Regions from separate parts of the Sus scrofa genome. Here region 2 is linked to region 1. A link is a contact called in public HiChIP or PLAC-seq data. All regions are on one chromosome and are shown on one strand. Each heading gives the region's core, a stretch centred on a gene start, on an enhancer-like site or on the middle of the called end of the contact. The rest is flanking DNA. Distances are from core to core; before and after follow the strand shown.

Evidence for each region. HiChIP or PLAC-seq counts read pairs in DNA pulled down with a chosen protein or histone mark.
Region 2: an H3K27ac HiChIP or PLAC-seq map of alveolar macrophages shows a contact between it and region 1. The contact joins two enhancer-like sites. A contact is called at or near these places in 2 of 47 Hi-C or Micro-C datasets (alveolar macrophages and liver) and 1 of 2 datasets of contacts at active chromatin or transcription factors (alveolar macrophages).

The regions. Positions count from the first base shown.
Region 1 is chr7:11,427,668-11,433,359 of Sscrofa11.1, reverse strand. All of the region lies in intron 2 of JARID2 (protein Jumonji), which reads right to left. Among named protein-coding and RNA genes, the nearest start is that of JARID2, 72 kb to the right of the region's middle. Within about 2 kb of position 2,674, at least 12 of the 83 cell types and tissues checked have an H3K27ac peak or open chromatin away from gene starts, as enhancers often do. A contact at or near this core is called in alveolar macrophages, where this site is marked.
Region 2 is chr7:11,514,136-11,519,827 of Sscrofa11.1, reverse strand. All of the region lies in intron 4 of JARID2 (protein Jumonji), which reads right to left. Among named protein-coding and RNA genes, the nearest start is that of JARID2, 160 kb to the right of the region's middle. Within about 2 kb of position 2,352, at least 12 of the 83 cell types and tissues checked have an H3K27ac peak or open chromatin away from gene starts, as enhancers often do. A contact at or near this core is called in alveolar macrophages, where this site is marked.

The DNA.
Region 1 (5,692 bases), core at 1,425-3,924:
AGTAAGTCGACAGACTCAGGGGCCTTCTGTGGATTAAGTGAAAAAAGCAAGTTTCACAACTGTGGTAGGAGGAAAATGAAATTATACACACATACAAATACAGAGAAAAACTTTGAAAGGATTTCCTCTAGGGAGGACAACTGGACAGGATGGAGAATTCCTAATTTTATTTCCTTCAGTGCTGCTGAAATGCTTTGTAACAGGGTGTGGATTATTTTGCCAAAGGGCATGGAGTTTAAAACCAAAAATAAAAGGAGATTCACTTAAAAAAAAAAAAAAAAAAAAACACCAAAAAAAACAGGAGTTCCCATCGTGGAGCAGCAGGAATGAATCCAACTAGGAACTATGAGGTTGTGGGTCTGATCCCTGGCCTCGCTCAGCAGGTGAAGGATCCGGCATTGCCGTATGCTGTGGTGTAGGTCGCATACGTGGCTCGGATCCCGTGTTGCTCTGGCTCTGGCATAGGCCGGTGGCTACAGCTCCAATTAGACCCCTAGCCTGGGAACCTCCATATGCGCAGGTGCGGCCCTAAAAAGCAAGTATCATCACCTTACGACCCATACTTTGCACCAAGCAAAAACTAAACTCTAAATGTAGTCATAGCCTGTAAATAAAAAATACTGAACTCCTAGAGGAAACACAGGGGATAATCCTTGCCATGAGATTTCTTAGGATAGAAAAAGGAGGAAATGATAATGATAATTTAGGATTCAGTCAAATAAAAACGGTTCTGTCCTACTGACAATGAATGCTAAGAAATGTTAGGGCTCAAGGTGCGATCCCTCCCCACACAAAAAAACGCTCTATCACCTTAACTCCCAGCACCTCAGGATGGAGCTGTATTTGGAGAGAGAGTGTTTAAAAAGGTGATGGAGTTACAATGAGGTCATTAGGGTGGGCCCTGCTGCATTATGACTGGTGTCCTTAGAAGAAGAGGAAGTCGGGAAGAGGAAAGAGATGTGGAGAGACAGGGAGAAGACACCAGAAACCAAGGAGGGAGGCCTCAGAAGAAATAAACTTGATCTCAGATTTCTGGCCTACATAACTGTGAGAAAATAAATTTTTATTATTTAAGCCACCCAGTCTGTGGCACTCTGCTACAGCAGCCCTAAGCAAACTAATACAGAAAAGAACACATACCTAGTAATATATTTTAATAATACACTTAATAAGAAGAAAATCCATTTTCTTTTTTTGCTTTTTAGGGCCACACCTGGGCGGCATATGGAGGTTCCCAGGCTTGGGGTCAAATCGGAGCCACAGCTGATGGCCTACATAACAGCCACTGGCCTACAGCACAGCCACAGTAACACCAGATCCAAGCCATGTCTGAGACCTACAGCACAACTCACAGCATTGCCAGATCCTTAACCCACTGAGCGAGGCCAGGGATCGAACCGCAACCTCATGGCTCCTAGTCAGATTTCATTTCCACCGCGCCACAACGCGAACTCCTAAAAAAACCCATTTTCGACGGGCAAATACATATAAAAAGATGTTCAACATCTACCAGTCACTAGGGAAATGCAAATTAAAACCACAGTGAGAGTCTACTACATACCTATTAAAATGGCTGGAAATTAAAAGCTGACAACACCAAACACAAATGAATCCTCCAGAGCAAAAATTAACCTTCATACACTGCTCGTAGAATGCAAAAAAAGAAGGCGGCCACTTTGGACTAGACTATCATTTTCGTACAAAGTTAAGCATACACTAACCATGAATGCCTTAGCTACAACTTCACAAAAACCTCAACACAGACACACAGAAAGATAGCGGCTCTCAGCTCACAATCACCAAAAACTGGAAATCAAATGTCCATACATGAATGGACAAACTGTGGTAAGAGCCAAACAACAGAATAAAAAGAAACGAACGTGTACTACAAACAACACGGAGGAATCGCGAAGACATGCACTACACTTTGCTTAAAGACGAAATGCTGTGCGATTCCACTTAACACATTCCAGAAAAGGCAAAGAAAAGCCAGAAAAGAACTCAGTGGTTCAAGAGACAAAGGGGCACCTGACTTGGGTTACATGACTCTATGCATTTATCAAACCTCACGGACCTGAATACCTAACTAACATAGATGAACCTTACTGCATGCGAACTATACCTCAATATATGTTCCCTTTACTCAGGGCATAACGACACCGGTGCATCCCCAAGGTCCTCGAACACCACAGACCGGCGCTGTCCAACAGAAACAGAACAAGCCACAGGGTCTTTTTAAGTTATCAAATAGCCACATTAAAATTGTTAAAACAGGTAAGATCTTTTTAACGTTTTATTTAACATAAATATGTCTAAAATGGTATCGTTTAAACGTGCTATCAATACAAAAATCAAGTGAGATAGCCTTATTTCCATATTACTAAGTCTTAGAAATTCAGTGTGTAGTCACACCAATGGCGCATACCAATACAGACCAGGCATGCTTCAAATGCTCACAGGGGCGGGGGGCTTCAAATGCTCACAGGGGCGGGGGGGGGGGCGCGCTAGACTACCTTCACATTTAAATTAACTTTGCTTGCTGAAGAAAGGCACAAAGGCGAGGTGCTGGGAAAGCCTCCCTTGCTTTGAGTCTCTGGGGGTAGGAGAGAGGCGCCTCAGGCCTACGTATGTCAGCTGCAGAGCTGGGAGGACAGGAATGAGCTGGTGCTGCAGCACACCCAAGCCAGGCTACACTGAGTCATTCACTCACACGCACACACGCACGCACACCCCAGCTCAAATCCTCTGTGAAAGAAAGGCAAAGCAAAGAACACAAAGTAGCTACTCCTACGCAATTCAGATATGCTTAAGGGATGCAGAAAGCCAAGCAGGGGAAATGCATTTGGAAATCCAGGCTATGCCTGCCTGCCTGCTTGGCAGGCAAAAAGCCCACCACCCACTCATATCTAAGAGGGCTCCTAACCACAGCCCAGAAGAGCAGAAAAGGAAAAAGTCAGAATGAATCTGCTGGAAAACCTACAACCACCAGGCTGTGGGTAAAAGCAACCTACAGTCCTGGTGCCTGCTACACCTTCGCACTGAACCGAACTGCATTTCTAGAATGAGCCTGCTACGACCAAATCGCACAGTCCAATCTCAAGTGAAGCAGATAATTCAGAACAGCTTGGAATTTTTCCCTTTGGTTTGAGAGTATGCCACTATGTTTATATTATGGTTATGTCTGATATTCTGGAATTTGGCGGGGGGTTGGGTGGGGGGGTATTTTGTTTGAATGGAAGACACAAATTGGACATAGCCAAGAAATCATCTATCCTCTCTATCCTGAAGTCTCCCCTGCCACCAACCCCCAATGTGACAGACACCTCGAACAAAGCTATCTTTTTAGCTAAGTGACAGAGAGAAGAAAGTCTGGTTCAGCCTGTGGCTTGATGCAGAGGCTTCCTGACTGCTGCCTGAAAATACTGCGCAGGATCTGGGTTTAGAAACAGTCCTTGAACACGTGCAACATATGCCAGGTACTATTCTAAGTATTTCTCGTGAACTCAAACTCATGCAAACCCCACAAGGGAGGGGCACTTATTTAACAGCTCACAGGCTGCAGGAAGGGGAAGGACTCAGGGAAGGATGTTACCGCACACAGCTCAGCATCTCTCTGGATCTTCCTGGGCCCCGGGACACAGGCTGAGGGATAAAAGGCAGGCCACTGCAAAGCAATATTAAATTTGTCCACAGAGTAGCGAACACAGCTCTCATTCTTGACTATCCTGATCGTCAACCAAGCTAAGATCACAGCCACAGGCTCCCTGCACCTCCTCCCCTTGTTCTTACTGTCCCCTGCACACTGAAGTCCCACAAGGGGTCATCATATTATTCCATAGGCTTCTTGGTAGGTGTGAAATTACATTTACATGTTTTTCATCCTACCAATCAAGCCCCTCTGAAGATTTCTCATCCTCCCATCAATCCCTGGATACCAATGTAATTGTTTTCCAATTATAAAATTAAGAGTTCTACCTCCTGCTCTGTTATTACTAACTGACGGCTCTCTCCAAGGACAGTATTTTGGCTGTTGTGACTGTGCCTAGCCATTGGCTCAGAGAAGAACCCAGCAATTAATCTGTCAAGACAAGGAGTATTCATGAGATGCTGAAGAAATGTGTCTTCTACTGACAAGTTACGAAATAGTTAAGTCTCCTGGTGCTCAGCATCTTTGGTTCTCAACAGTTTGGTTTCACTGCCACCAACACTTGAACGTAGAAAGAAAGCAGAAGTAATCATAAAAAGCTACAGCCAACTGTCTTGTGACCCAAAGAGATTTTCACACTTGTTATAAATTTCTTTGTCAAACATCGTTTGAGGTGCACTGCTGTAACACTTAATCCTCGGCTAAGTGTGCATTTCTGAGGTAACAAAAGGGCAGTTACCTCTAATACTCTGAATACTCACAGTGGGTACCGTCAGCCTCAGTTAACACACAGAGCAGACAACGCAGAAATAACTACTAAGAATCGGCTTTACGGTTTCTTTTTTCTTGAGGTAAAACATGGCCCTGCCCTTTATCCTTTACAGCACGGTGTCTGCTTTTATCGATGATCTTAAAATGCAATGCAGTATGAACTGGCACAGGCTCAGATCGTCCATAGGCAGCAACATTCAGAAACCAAACTCAAACGTCGGAGGACACCTATTTTCTTCTCAAAATCATCTTGTGACGTTTTCTGGCATTTTCAATTTGCTCCCAACAGGCAAACCAGTGCCCATCATATTGCCTCGTCCAACAACCAAGACAGAGATTCCTGAGAGCCTGTTTTCATTACGATACACGGCCTCCCCTCCCCCGCATTCACGTGTTACACTTGCATACAGCTCCACAAACAAAATGGACAAATACACCAACCCCATACAAGTGGAGATCATACTTCAGATGCAGGTTTTTTTTAAAAAGCAGACCACCACAGTCTTGTGTGCTGGTGGCTAAAGATGCAGCAGACTGTTCCTCACTCATTTTATCTCCCCCAGCAGCTTCTGTACGTTAGAGGCCATATGGTTACTTCCACAAATGAAAAATAGTGAGTAATTATTTCCTATATTATCCATCCCAAATAACATCTCATCTAGCTGCTCAGGAAAGACGCCTGATTAGATAAGGAGGAAACATTTTATGTCATTCGCTGTACACAGGGCCATCCTCTCGAGGAGCGGTAATGAAGACCAGATGAGTGAAAGGACAGGCGGTTTCAAAGCAGCCTCCACATCACAGTTACGTAGGCTGGTGATCAAGAACAGTCAACATCTCACCTCTCACTTGCATGACAGGATTTGCCGCACCCCCCCCCCAATCAATCCCCTTTAAATTAGTGGACCAAGTTCTTTTTTTCCTACTTTCGCCCACACATCCTACGAGCTGCCGCAGTAAATGCAAGGTTTTCCTCTTTCCTTCTTAATCGGTCCTGTGGAAACACAACAGGGTTAGCCTCTCTTGGACCACTGGTACATGAGCAAGACTGACCTTCGTGTTCATGAAATAAAAAGTCACCGGGGTTGCGGTGGAAATGAGCACATCAATAAACCTGCCATTCTCTTCACAAGCCTCCCCAAGCCGCAATGTCTAAGTTTCTCCCCGTCTGCGCTCTTCTTATACCAGTCCACGCACAGCATCAAAGGTGAACCTCGCTGAAAACAGGATGACAACAAAGCTATCATATTTGGAGTTCCCACTATGGTGCAACAG
Region 2 (5,692 bases), core at 1,103-3,602, 87 kb before region 1:
GCCACAGGGCCTAGAAGGAGAAGGGGAAAGGGAGAGAAGCAGCAGGAAGGCTCTCTAAGGAGGGATGTGCCTTGACAAAGCCGACAGGGACCTGGACATGGCGTGGGCAAGGGCAGGGATGGGGATGAGGCGTGTAAGCACAGGTGCCAGGAGCCCTGGAGCACTGCCCTCCACACCCGACTTCCCGGCCTCCTGACCATGACCTTGACACCAGGCCAGCGAGAGTCAGCAGGACTGGGGCTGAGAAGCGACAACCATCCTCCAGTCCTGCATCACAGGCATCCGACCCAGGACAGCACGCAGGGGCTCGGCCCAGGGTGAAGTCAAGCACAGAGAGGAGCCCTCAGCCCTGCTTATGCCAGCGTGAGTGGAACAGTTTGTCTTTGCTAAAGCGAGAAACACAGAACATCCCAAAGGGAACCTGCCGTCTATCCTGCCATTTAAGCCAAACAAATCTATGCACATTCCATAAAGGAAACCCCAATTTTGGTCCATCATCAAGGCACCTCAATTCCTCCTACCCAGTTCCATATTCTTTTAAACATGACCCTCCACCTCCTCCAACAACCATGCCCTATGCCACCCCCAAAACACCACCAGCCTTAATTCCTCTGATCCAGGACCGGCTGCTCCTTTAGCCTCCACTCAGGGGGTTGCTCAGTAGCTCTGGACACTGTCCACGTGCAGAATCAAGAGGCCTCACATGTGAGAAGGAAGACACAGATGGCTCCAAAGGATGCTCCGTTAATGAGAAAAGGGGTCTGCTTCTTGTGAACCAAAGCAATGCTAGAAACGGTTCTGAAACCCCCAAATCACACCACACAGGTAACAATCTGCCAGGGAGTTAAAGTTCCAAGACAGGAAGGGGGAAACGGGGAAACCCCACAGACCCTCCACAAGTGATGTCAAGTGCAAAGCCAGCCAGACATTATGCTGATTAATTAGAGCAGCTTCCACCGTTCTGGAGACAGCACAGCCAGGATCTGTCACCATGGGGGACAGCAGGGACGAGGCCTCTCCTGAACCAAGGCCAACGTGCTGGGTTACCAAGGGCAGAGTACTCCTGAGAGGGATCTGAGAGGTCTGAACAGCCGCCCAGGAGACTGTGTGTCTCACCATGACCATGAGTGAGCGGACAGACCTCCCATGCACCTCAGCCCGTGAGAACCTCGGCACAGTGGGAAACACTCTCGCCGCGGTCTGCACCCCGACTAGGGCCACCTGCCTTTCAGATCCCCCCTGATGGCCATCTCTTCTGGGAAAACAGGTAAGATGAGGGTTAGGATACAGAGAAGCAACAGATGCCAACTCTTCTCCCCAACCTGAACAGCAGGCAAGGTGGAGCAGAGCCCTGAGTGAGCACCTCAGGAGCCAACCCTCTTCCTCCTGCTCCTCAAACCCACCACCTGGGTGCAGAGTGAAGAGCAGGCATCCGGAGGGAGGTAGGAACAATCCAGTAAACCCACAAACTCATCCCAGTCCCCTGAAATGAACCGTTAGGTCCCCAAAGTTCTCACATCCAGGCTGACTCTCCCACGTGCCCGTGAGCAGGGAAGGCATGACCTCTAACCTCTAATACTGGAAGACACCAGACATGATTTCAAAAGTAAATGTGTTTTGCTCAAAACAAACCAGTTTTGCCGGTGTTCTACTTACTGCTTAGTTTCCAATGAAGAAAATGTTCCCATTTATTGCATTTCAAGAAGGAACACAAGCACTGGCAGAGAACATTATAATCCAAGGGGCTGCAGAGGTGTCCCCTGCACGAAGGTGCTGAGGGCGTGGCACTGACCCAACACAGTCCCGCTTGCCAGGCCAGATACTGTTGGCACAAAGGAGCACCTTCTGGAATTTGTTGGCTAGAAAGTACCTGAAAATAGTAAGATCTACATGCAAAACTCCTGACGGAAAGTGACGTGACGTTGTGGGCGAGTTCCAAGCGTCACAGACACGAAGACTCAGGTTCAAATCGAGACTTGGCTATTGATAGGAAATGTGCTCTAAAACTGGGGTCATAAAATGTTCCAAGTTGTTTCATAAGGATTGAAGTAAGATCTATTAGCACAGTATGTTAGAACAAGGGGCAGTTCTTCCCCCTTTTAGAGACAGAGGTTCTAAAGCTTCAAAGGATGGATTTCTACTAGTCACAGGCTCTCTGGTGGAGTGAGATTTTCTCTTTATAAGCCAACTGTTTCTTTATTTTGAAATTTTTCTTTTTCATTGCATCAGGGCCTGCTTACGCAATTCACTTTTTCTTTTCTGATGACTAATTAAATGTAAAGTTATGACTGTGACTAAGATAAAGGGCAAACGTGGTAGTTACATTTCCTGTGTTGCATTTCTCTCTCACTCTCTCTCAGTCAACATTCAAAGAACAGGCAGAAACGTTTGCTTCTAGCGAAGACAGAGAAACAAGGACTCACCTCCTGCCCGAAAGAACTAAAAAGCCACACAAGACAATGGACATCCTACCACAAAGCACTGGGCATCTGTGTGCCCAGATGACCGCCTCGAGAGGATTTCCAGGCCAGAGCACACAGAGAGGAAATTCGAGAAGAATCCAGAGGAATCCTGGAGTTCAGGAGAAGGAGTCTGGGGTGGCCTGTGTATTGAAAGAAATGTGTAGGGCAGAGTCCTGGAGGCAAGAGCCACACAGAAATCTCTGGAAGCACCGTCCTCAAGTGCTCCCTGGGAATCAGCAAACCCATGTGTGAAGAGTACTAATACCAAAGGCTTAGAGGGAACACTGGCCTGGGAATTGTGCCTCGCCAAAATGGTACACGGATCGCAGAGGGCAAGAGTAAAGGACTTATACCGGTCAGTAGCTGGACAAGCTTACCCCTGCACCAAACACTGCTCTCTACCTACCAAAGCTTAACGGTTCAAAGTTTCCCAGTAACTGAATCATACCTAGAGTGACGCTTAAGAATACGAAGAGAAATACAAACATATCCAGAACCTAACAAAAGAAAATTTACATTGTCTGGCATCCAGTAAGAAATTACTGAGCAAGCAAAACAGCAGGAAAATTCGGAGGAGAAGGACATCAATCTATCCAAACTGATCTGTAAGTGAAACAGATTACAGAGTAGTCAACAAAGACACTAAAAACATCTATTCCATTGCGTATGCTCAAGCAGGTAGAGCAAAGGCTAATCTCGATTATGAGAAGAATGGAAGATTGTAACAAGACAAAAATCTAACTTCTCAAGAGAGACTAAAGAAAACAATGTCTAAGGTAAAAAATACATGTCTGCAGATTTTAGATAGAAACTATCTAAGATGAAATGTTGAGAAAAAAGACTGGAATAAAATGAACAGGGCATCAATGGGACAACTTTAAGCAGCTGAAATCCCTAGAGGAGAAGAGGAACACACATAAAAAAGTTCTGCAGAAATAACAGTTCCAATTTTTCCAAAACTGAAGCTCTATGAACCCCAATATCAAAGCACATTATATGATAGATTTTTAAACATCTTTAGAAGGAGACTTCTTGCCAGACACACTGCAAACCAGGAGACAGTGCAGCAGTAGCTTTAACAAACACCACAGGGGAGCAGAGGAAGAGGGGCTATTAACCTAGAATTCTATACCCAGCAAAAATATCTTCCAAAAGAAAACAGGACTTTCTTACTTCTGAACATGATTCTACAATCCTAATAAAAGGATTTTTTAAATGAGGGTGAAATAAAGACCTTGTCAGATCTAAAAAAGCTAAAAGATTCATCCAATACCAGCAGAAATTAGAAATTTTGAACTTCTACAGGCAAAATCAAGAGGAAATTGACGCCAGAAAGACGTTTGGATCTAAAGGAAGGAAAGAAGAGAACCAGAAATGGCAACTATGCAGGTAAATAAAAAGAGCAGGCAGGTTGGACCCAGCTACAGTTACTTAACTCCACAATTACTTAACCTGCTTGTTAAAGGGGCCACACAATGTTGGGTTCCTCAATTTTGCCCCTTCTTTTTCTAAGTAATGAATATGTTTCAGTCAGGACAGCTCTAGAATTCAAGTCTATTTAACATTAAACTATACTACTAATGCATTTTGTTAAATAGATATGTGACAACTATGCACACTTTCAAAACTCTAATTCTTAAGGCCAGTCATGTTGAATGCTTCCAATTTCTAACACGTGATGATGCCAAGCAAGAATCCTATGCATTTTGGCCCATCTTCCTTACAAACTGGGAGGTAAATAAACCATCTCACGTCAACATGGTACTGAACAGAAATAAGGCAAACAGTAAAACTTGACAATTCAGCTGTAAAAGGAATGCCTGTTAAAAAGCCTTGGAGAATTTTCATCATCTTCAACATGTATTCATATCCAAAACCTGAACTGCACCAAATCCTCTCCATTAAAATAAAGCTCCACAGTCAAAATCCCATCTACCAGAGCAGGGGCTGACGGAACTCACTTCCACTTTCAAAGGCCTAAATAACTAAAATCCAGCAGCTCCTTGTTTAACAAAAAGAAAGCACTATGTCCCTGCAGAGGCACAGTCCACACTTATTTTTTTGCAGTTCAGTAGACTCTTGTGGAGCTTGTGTCAGGGATCTTAGCATTGAGGGCCAGTCCAATGCCTTCCCCAAGTTGGAGCGATGACTTTATGTGTGAATAGTCCAGACGGCGTCAGCTCCGCAACACACCATCCTCACAAGCGATAACCTCGCCACACTGGTGCCTGCTCCATGCCAACAAATACCTGGTCACACCAAGCTTTGAAGAGGAAATTCACACTTCAGACCATTAGGATCCTGTGACTCAGTAACTTCAAAAAAGAGGGCCACATGCCCACACTTTTCTATCTGCCACAGATGGCAGAGGCGGCAGCACCAGGGAGGTCAGCTATACATCACAATTTGCACATAGCAGAATCTCTCTCAAACACATGGGAAGTCTTCATTGAATGTGCCTGTCCCCATGTAGCAATTCTTGTGTCATACACGCTGACGCCAGCTAACAATAGTATCCAATGGGCAGTACTCGTGCACCTGGGAACTCTTCCTGAATTAACTTGTTCAGTACACAAAACCTCCCATGAGAGGGTTACCACTATTACAGACATCTTACAGATGTGCAAACTGAGGCCCAGTGTCATTAGGGAACATGTCCAAGAGCCTATAACAAAGAGATGGCTGAGTCAGAAGCAGCCATGCAGTCCCCCAGGACACGTCCCCTGGGAATTACTCATGTCTTAACATTTCCCCTACTTATTCCCTGCAGCCGCCCAAAGATAAACTAAGTACCATGCCGTTTGTTCTGCTAGATGTGTGAGTGGTCGATTCAAGTGACCCCTGGTGGACCATGCATTCTGGGTCCCCCATGTACTTACACGCATACGATCACCAACTTCTCTGTACACCTCCTTTCCACCAGCCAAAGACATACTTCCTATCCAGTCATAACTATCCTTCCCAAGTCTCTCGCAGTCCATCTGCACCTGACTCACAAAATGAATCCATTCTGATTTCTAAAAATACTCAGATACTTCTTGCAGGAAACACAAATTTTACAACAATCAAATATAAGAGGATAAGCCACACAAGGTGGTGGGAGTAAGGAACTACGCACGGCCACCAACGAACTCAGAGGAGGCTGATTAAAAGCGGAAAGTCTCGATAATGCTTCCTTTCTAAACTGTAAAAACTAATTAATGTATGAGTTCTTTATATCAGTTATTAAA